Regions from separate parts of the Cricetulus griseus genome. Here all the other regions are linked to region 3. A link is a contact called in public Hi-C data. All regions are on one chromosome and are shown on one strand. The core of a region is the stretch at or near the end of the contact, and the rest is flanking DNA. Distances in the headings are between cores, read along the strand shown.

Region 1 (2,700 bases), core at 181-2,680, 350 kb before region 3:
AATCTGAGTGTCATCATATCCTGCCCTAGCATCTGTCCCTCTGGCCACAGCCAGTCTCCAGGGTGCCCACGTGGGTGAGGCACCTTAGCTGCCAGCTCTGAGTGTGCCCTTGGCACATCTTACTGTGGTCCCCTCAGAAGGCACACAGCAGCAGGGAGTCAAGTCCAGTACTCAGTCCTCAGCTCCTTGCCTTGTACCAGGGCTTCTGGGGCCCATGGTGTGACTCTCAGCCCCGGAACATGCTGTCCCTGCCACCCCAACAGACATCAGGCCAGCCCGCACCCCCGCACGTGTCATGTGGCGGACATGAAGGATGGGTAACACAGATAAGGACCTCCTGAAGCAATGAAGGTGTTTTCTGAAGCAATGTCCCGATGGCAGCCATTCCCTCCTCTGGTTCATTTCTTTTAGCATGAGCCGAGTTAAAAAAGCAAGCATTGCCAGGAGATGGGAGGAGATGGGAGGAAGAAGAGGAAGATGAGAACAGCACCAAGCCCCTAACACAAAGATGGGCATGCCTGGCCAGTGGGCCACTCTCCATTCTGGACAGGACCTCCCTCCACCTGCCCTTAGGAATTTCCAACTCTGAATGTGATGCTACTCTTCAGGTTTCCAGTAGGTGGCAGCAGACCCTCAGACAAGCGTGCCACCTGGTCTACAGGCAGGAAATGGAGAGACTTCCTCCCTAACAAAGTACCTGTTTAATAAGAGTAAGCACTGCCAAGTGGATACACAGCAGGAAATCACGTTCCAGCCGGTGCAGAAATAATATACCAAGTTATATTCGAGGAAGCAATTTCTAATCTTGGACATCAAAGTACTGCTGAGAAGGGATTTAAACAGATCTGTTTATTTACTTTAAAAAAGTCTACTTGGACATGTGGTGGCAGGTAGATGAGTAGGTAGAGAGCTTGCCTAATGGATATGAATCCCTAGGTTTGCTCCCAGTTCTGAGTAAAAGCAGGTGCATGCCTGTTCTCCCAGCCCTCGAGAGGCAGAGGCAGAAAAGTCAGGTGTTCAAGGTTGCACTCAGCTACGTCGTGATATCCAGGCCTGACAGGGCAACATGAAACCCTGTCTCAAAGAAAAGAGGGGGTGGTCCACTTGGCACAATTTTATTTCTGCTAGGTTAACATCAAAATGGAGTAATCTTGGGGGTTTGATAAACATTGGCGGGGTGCAGACTATTCTGGAAGGGATCCCACATCCCAGCTTCCTGGTCTCTGCTCCAGAGTCTCTCTTAATTACTAGAACATCAGGACATGTCACTCCTACCCAGAGGTCTCACAGACAACAAGAATACTTAGGCTTGCTGATGCTCCTGGGATTTTGACCAAGAGAAAGTATTTGAAAAACAAAGCAGTGAGCTTGTGTGTCACTGAGTGAGTGACTCATGGATCTTTACAGCCCAGAAGATTCAGGCTTACAGCAGGGAGGAGCCAGGGAGGTGACAAGCACAGCCTGTGCTTTCTGGGTGAGGAAATGGTACCCAGGAAGTCTGAGATGCTCTCAGATTGGCATAGAGTGAGACCCTGGCTCTGAGCTCTGCCCCATTTCTACCTAGTGCCCCAGCATCTTTTCACGCTCAGGCATGCCAGCTGTGTTTCAAAAACCACAGTAGAGGAACAGCTTATGTCTCTCCTTGATTTTGAGACATGAGTCAAAAGCAAAGATGAGTGATCCTCCTGACACAATGAAGAAAATATCTGAGAAATGCCAGGAAGATCAGCATATCTTAGGTGCTGCAGAGATGTGTTTGTCTACACAGACTGTCCTTTAGCTACCTGGGACTAGGGCTAATGACAGTGCCAGGAGCCTGAGCACAGCACTAGGCAGCCAAGCTCACTCTTCAGTGTTTCACATAATCGCTAGAATCCTCCCAAGGACTCAGTTAGATGTTCAGAATGAGTGTCTCTCTCGTCGCTGGTTTTAGTCACTCATACCACTGTGACCATAATATCTGGCGTAGCAGCCTAAAGGATGGAAGATTTGTTTTTAGTTGATGGTTTCAGGGCTTTGGCTTTTTGTGGAGGGGGAAGGCAGGGCTGAGAAGCTCAGTTACAGGCAGGGGACCATACAGAGGAGCTGGTTCACATCGAGGTGAGCCACAAGATGAAGAAAGCACTCAACCAGGAGGCTGGCATAACCTTCCAAGGCCAACCCTCATAACGTTTCCTCCACCTAGACCTCGTCTCCTAAAGGCTCTATGGCTTCTCTAAACACCACCAGCAGCTAGGACCAATGTTCAAATGTCTGTGGGAGACATCAAAGATTAAAACCCTGGCACTAGAGATCACAGACCTGAGATCAAAGGGTGGACATGGGCTGATGTCACTGGTGTCCCTAGTGGCCCCTTGGCAAGTTTTCTTCCTGCTCCGATGACTGGATTCTCCGATGACTGGATGATTGGCCTTGAAGTGTTTGTGATGGAGGGAGGGATGTGATTCTGGCTTAGGGCACCCACATGGCTGCATTCAAGTGGACGTGAAGTCATTACCTCATCCCTTTGGGCTCCTTTATAATTCTGAGTTAACAAGCTAAAAGGTGACTACAGTGTCTGCCAGGGGATTGGTTCACTCTCCCAAGAGAAAACGGAGGAGGTTATCACAAGACAGGTGTCAAGGAGTCTGCTTGGGGTGCAGGAGACCCCTAGCACATCCCATCATCTCTGTACCCTGAGAGCAAAGTCAAGGACCCTGG
Region 2 (2,700 bases), core at 4-2,503, 300 kb before region 3:
AAAGGCTTAGTATTTAGAATTAAGTGTTTTAAAAGCCATTGAAGGAACAAGCTTTAGGCTGTGATTCTTGGAATGGTTTTCGGAACAATAAGGATTATGGGCTCTGAGGTCACTCTTGGAGCCGGGCCAAGCTGAATTCTACTAATACCCCAACACATGGAACATTGACTCCACTTGACACTCAGAAATCAGAGGAGGGACCTGGAAAAGTTGCTGAAGAAGGCATGGTCCTCCTGACCTAACAATGCAAGAGAAGACACAAGAAGAGGCCAGGCCTCCATCCCTGCCTGTCAGCAAAGACAATCTGTGAAGGACCACAGGGTGACATAATTTTGTCTTTCTGGATCCCACAGTCTCTGTGACAACTGCTAAACTCCATCACTGCAGAACCTATATTGTGTGGCTACTTCCCTCCAATCGAAATATTCTGTGTTAGAGTTGAGGGAAGCCCACTAGGACTAAGAACATAAAGCGTGTGTGTTTCAGGAAGTTTCAGAAACTTAGGACAATCACATGGCCACGGCCAAGGTTGTATTAACGTAACAGTAGCTGCTCTCCAACTGGCCAAGCTGCCTGAAGCTCATGCAGGGCTCGTCATCCATGCTGGGGAGGGCTTTTCAATGATGCAGGTGTCTTTGAGTCACCCATGTCCCTGAGGTAACCCCTCAGACATACCCCTACAGCAGGTAACTCCCGGAGTTCTTGGTTCACTAAGCTGCACATATTGCTCTACCATATCAGTTTGTTCTCATGTCCAGGAAAAGTCACAAGCAGCATCAAGGCACCACAGAGATCGTGTGCTCAACAAAAACCATGGGAGATGTTGCTGTGGAGCAGGTTCCTGCACATTCAAACTCAGTGGGAGCCACAGCTGCCCACATCCACGGCACTGAGCCTAAACTGAGTTGTTTATCTGACCTCTGGAAAATCAAAACTGCTAAGAGCCAAATTACACACACACACACACACACACACACACACACACACACACACACACATACAGAGGGGGGCGGGTAATTTGACCCTCTGTTCTAATCCTTACAGAAAGTAACCTGAGGTAAACTAGTATTAGGCCAGCAGCATGAGCCTATCGTCCACCTTACAAGGAAAAAAATGAACAATCCACCTTGTGTTCTGCTTCTGTGTCCTTCGGCCCCTTTCCAGTTATAAAAGCAGCCTCCTCAGCTCTGCCTATTGGCAAACTCAGTCTATTTCATGCCGTGAAGTGTTGCCAAATTCTGCAATGGAAAACTAAATTAATTAAGGTCTGTAAATAAGTCATCATAATTCTGTCGTTTAGTAGAACTAAACAAGGGCTCCTATTTGTAGATGCAAACAGACACCCAGTCCTGGTCCCTCGAGCTGTCAGGCAGCCCTTGAACATAACAGCAGCTGACCCTCCCCCAGAATCCTAGCTGTAAAGAGTCTAGGACATCCAATTCAGGAGTTTCCCATCCAGTACTGGAGACTGTTAAAGGAGCCTGTTCTTGCCCATGGCAATGTGTGCTTCTGTTGTTTTGTGTTCACCTGAGCACAGAAAACCTATCAGGCAAAATGAAAGGTGTGTGGCAGGGGTTTGCTCCAGCTCAAAGGCCACCCCTAGAAGACTAGCTATGGTTACAAAGATGATTTGTAGCTGGACTGTCATTCCCTAATGATCATCTTGTGGCCAGTTCCCTAGGAAGTCACCAAGAGTGAGCATTTCAGCTCAACTACGTATTCGGGAGCCAGGAAGGTAAGCACAGAAGGTCTTCTGACACCAAAGGGCCTATTATGAAATGAACCAGGTCAAAAGTCCACTCATCAGGGCTGGAGGGATGGCTCAGAGGTAAAAGCACTCACTACTCTTCCCGACGACCCAGATTCCAGTCCCAGCACCCACACCATGGCTCGAAACTGTCTAACTAGAGTTATGAGGGATCTGACATTCTCTCTGGCTTCCACAAACATGGCATGCATGTCATGCGGAAATACATTCAGGAGCACCACCTACACATACAAATTTAAGCCAATTTATCCCCAGCCCTCCCAACCCAGAGTTGAGCCCCCAGTCCAAAGTGGGTTCAGACCAGCCCCCAGTCTATCCTGGGTGACATCAGGACTTCTCCTGTCCCTCACACACAGCCATCTGGTCAAAGGCTTTGGTCATTTTTTGAAGGTAGAAGAAAGATACATGCAAGGTTCTTCTTGCAGGTTCTCAAGGCCCGAGCCTGAGGTGATTGCACGACTTCTTCACTCAAGAACTTTCCACAGTGGCCACTCACGTACAACTTCGGGGGACCGACTCAGCGGTGGCACTTGCATAGCTCAGATGGGCTGTCTGTCAGTTCCCACCATGACCCAACCCAGAGACCAGGAGACCTAGCAGGGTAGATTAAACACGGGGTGCTAACTGGGAACACTTAGTACCTAAAGATGTGCCAGCTAAATTTAGGATAAGTCTGGAGGCGATGCGGTTGCCTCTGGAGGTGGCAGAAAGCCCACCAAGACAGCGGCCCAAGCTCTTGGTTTTCTCTGAGTAGTTGCTGCTGACTTGGGTGAAATACTCTGGGGACATCGAGCCTATACTGAGGACACAGGGATTCTGTCTCCTCCTGCAGAGACATCCACAGCTCCTCAACCTGGCTAATGGAACTTTCCACTATAGTATCACCCATCACACATGTCCTAGGACAACATGATCTCCATACTTCTGCCCTC
Region 3 (2,700 bases), core at 137-2,636:
TGTGTGTGGTGTATGTGTGTGGTGTGTGTGTGTGTGTGTGTGTGTGTGTGTGTGTGTGTGTGTGTGTGTGTGTGTGTGTGTGTGTGTGTGTGTGTGTGTGTGTGTGTGTGTGTGTGTGTGTGTGTGTGTGTGTGTGTGTGTGTGTGTGTGTGTGTGTTGTGTGTGTGTGTGTGTGTGTGTGTGTGTGTGTGTGTGTGTGTGTGTGTGTGTGTGTGTGTGTGTGTGTGTGTGTGTGTGTGTGTGTGTGTGTGTGTGTGTGTGTGTGTGTGTGTAGACTAGCTAGACACTGCCAGGTCCTCCTTCAATTCCACTGAACAAGTGAGTGTCTATGACTACAAGACAGCATCCCAGAAATAACAGGGGTGTCAGGTCACTGATTATTCCATTTATTGAACACCTTCTAAGTTTCAGGAATTCCTAATCCCTGCTACAGCCAAAGACCTCATTCTTCCTTTCCTTTGACACACTCTGGGCAAGCCAGGCTCATCGATTTGTGGGAGAATGGGGAGTGATGGTGGATTGAAATCAAACCCAGATGACGCTCACAGTGTGATAACAGTCACTCGAAAGCACAGGCTATGTTCCAGCTGTCAGAGGAAAGACAGCTTTTAGCCCATGGCAGGGAACAGAGCACTTCTTGAAGGGGAAGAGTTTGTCTGAAGTTTTAGAAGTGGGTGCAAGATCATGAATGGGACACACATCACCAGTCCTAGGGGCGAGTGCCTTCACTCGCTGAACCATTTCAGTGGTCCCCAATTGAGCTTTTTAATGACCAATGTCACATGTACAGTAAGAGTCAGTTTAGTGGCTCTGAGGTTGGGGCTCAGTGGCTGAGTGCTTGCCTAGAACTCATAAGGCCCTGGGCTCCAGCTCCAGCTCCAGAGAATAAATAAAAGAAATACTGTAGGGACTTGGCCGGGACTCTGAGTGACACGAAATCCTGAAGTTTCCTCATCTGAAAAGCAGCAGAGTAGAGCTGCACACACAGAGTCTGTGCTTCAGCTCTGTCTGTAGAAGAGCAATGGTAAGAAGCGGCCCAGGCAGCCACAGCAAGCTCACACCCTCATCAGGACATCCCGTGTAATGAGGACTCCCACCCTTGCCACTCCGCAGACAGGCAATGGGTGTGTCGAGGAAGCAGGCTCAGCTCTGGGAGTTGTGCATTGCTAGTGTGAAGCCCGCATCCTTCCCAGGGAAGCCCTGCTAGGAAGCATCTTAGCTGGAGTCAGACAGGTGTGCCCCGGGGTCCAGCAGTGCTGTATCTCAAAATGCAGTGTCCCCACTGGCTTTGCAAGTTTAGTCTCCAGCTAGTGGCAGTGTTGTGGAACCTTTAGGTAAGGAGCCTCGCTGGAGGAAGTGGGTTGCTGTGGGTGGGTCTGAGGTTTGATAGCTCCGGCCAACTTCCTTTTCACTCTCTCTGCTTCCTGACTACAGAGCAGTAATGACCAGGGCCTCAGACTTCTGCCACCATACCTTCCCGCTGTGGTGAACTCGTATTCTCTAAAACTAAGTCAAAAGAAATGTTTCTTCCTTTACATTGCTTATTGCCAGGCATTTTATCATGATAACAAGTAAAGTAATGAATTCAAGTAAGTTGGCCAAAGCTGAGACCACATGAACCTCCCCATGGTTACTAAATAAGAAAATGGCCCACAGACAGATCTTATGAAGGCATTTTCTCAATTGAGGTTCCCTCCTTTTGGACGACTCTAGCTTGTGTCAAGTTGACATAAAACTAGCCAGGACACTTGGGTTGTGTCAAGTTGCAGCACAACTCTCCTGGAACCCCTTAGGTTCAGGAATCCCAGGCCTTACTACCTGCCCTCCGAGCAGCCATCTTGGAGCCTTAATGTCTCCAATCACCGCCAGCAAGTCTGACTCTGGGGCTTTCATCTGGGCTTTCCATAAAATCTGCAGCAAGCTGGATTTTATAGACCCAGAGCAGATAGGACACTTCCTGTCCCCAGGAACTTATGCCAGGACTAGGTGTCATTTTCCTCAGGAACCACAGAGCATCACCAGACGAATTGTGAGCAACAGAGGCAGAACACCTCAGCGTCTTGGGGAGGTCTGGTCAGCAAGGTACCAAATTCCCTGGTCCTAGTGTTTTCCTTCCTCTGTGCCTCCCCTCCCCCCTTCCCATCCTTCTTGCAGTTCTGGGACCAGCCCTCCCTGAAGTCCTTTATGATTCCAGCTCCCATTTCTGGGAAACCTAGGCCCAACCAAGTTCTTTCTCTTCCTGAAAACAGATATCAAACTCAGCTCCATTGTTGCAAATTCGTTTTCTGATAAGGAACCCTTCACTAAAAGCAGCAGACAGAGCGAGGCCCTTCAGTCTCGCAGGGAGACACTGTCAGTGTTGGGGACTCCTTCCTGACTTACCTTCTTGTCAGGGCTGAACTCTGCTGTCACAAGGCTTATAGTGTTGTGGGCCCAGCACAGGGGAGGCAGACACAAGAGGAACATGGAACTCACTGGCCAGTCACTCTAGCTGGTCAGTGAGCTCCACGTTCCAGGATTGTCTCCAAAACCAGCTGAGGAAGATGCCGGTGTTGACTTCTGGCCTCCACATGAGCACGCCAGGTGCAGGCACCCACACTTGTACACTCATGTGCACAGGCACGCACCCCTCCCCCCCACACACACTGAAAAGACTAGTGCTTCCTAAAGCACAGAGGAGAGGGTGTTGGGGAGGGCTTT

What was found. Hi-C and Micro-C count contacts between places; a contact is called where the count stands out from the background.
Region 1: a Hi-C map of the CHL-YN cell line shows a contact between it and region 3, with 4 times the contacts expected there. The contact joins two enhancer-like sites. A contact is called at or near these places in 7 of 8 Hi-C or Micro-C datasets (the CHK-Q cell line, the CHL-YN cell line, the CHO-K1 cell line and 3 more).
Region 2: a Hi-C map of liver shows a contact between it and region 3, with 4 times the contacts expected there. The contact joins two enhancer-like sites. A contact is called at or near these places in 3 of 8 Hi-C or Micro-C datasets (the CHL-YN cell line, the CHO-K1 cell line and liver).

The regions. Positions count from the first base shown.
Region 1 is chr3:271,595,666-271,598,365 of CriGri-PICRH-1.0, forward strand. No RefSeq gene overlaps it. Among named protein-coding and RNA genes, the nearest start is that of Syk, 62 kb to the left of the region's middle. Within about 2 kb of position 1,431, at least 1 of the 6 cell types and tissues checked has open chromatin away from gene starts, as enhancers often do.
Region 2 is chr3:271,642,483-271,645,182 of CriGri-PICRH-1.0, forward strand. No RefSeq gene overlaps it. Among named protein-coding and RNA genes, the nearest start is that of Syk, 110 kb to the left of the region's middle. Within about 2 kb of position 1,254, at least 1 of the 6 cell types and tissues checked has open chromatin away from gene starts, as enhancers often do.
Region 3 is chr3:271,942,360-271,945,059 of CriGri-PICRH-1.0, forward strand. No RefSeq gene overlaps it. Among named protein-coding and RNA genes, the nearest start is that of Nfil3, 5.9 kb to the left of the region's middle. Within about 2 kb of position 1,387, at least 1 of the 6 cell types and tissues checked has open chromatin away from gene starts, as enhancers often do.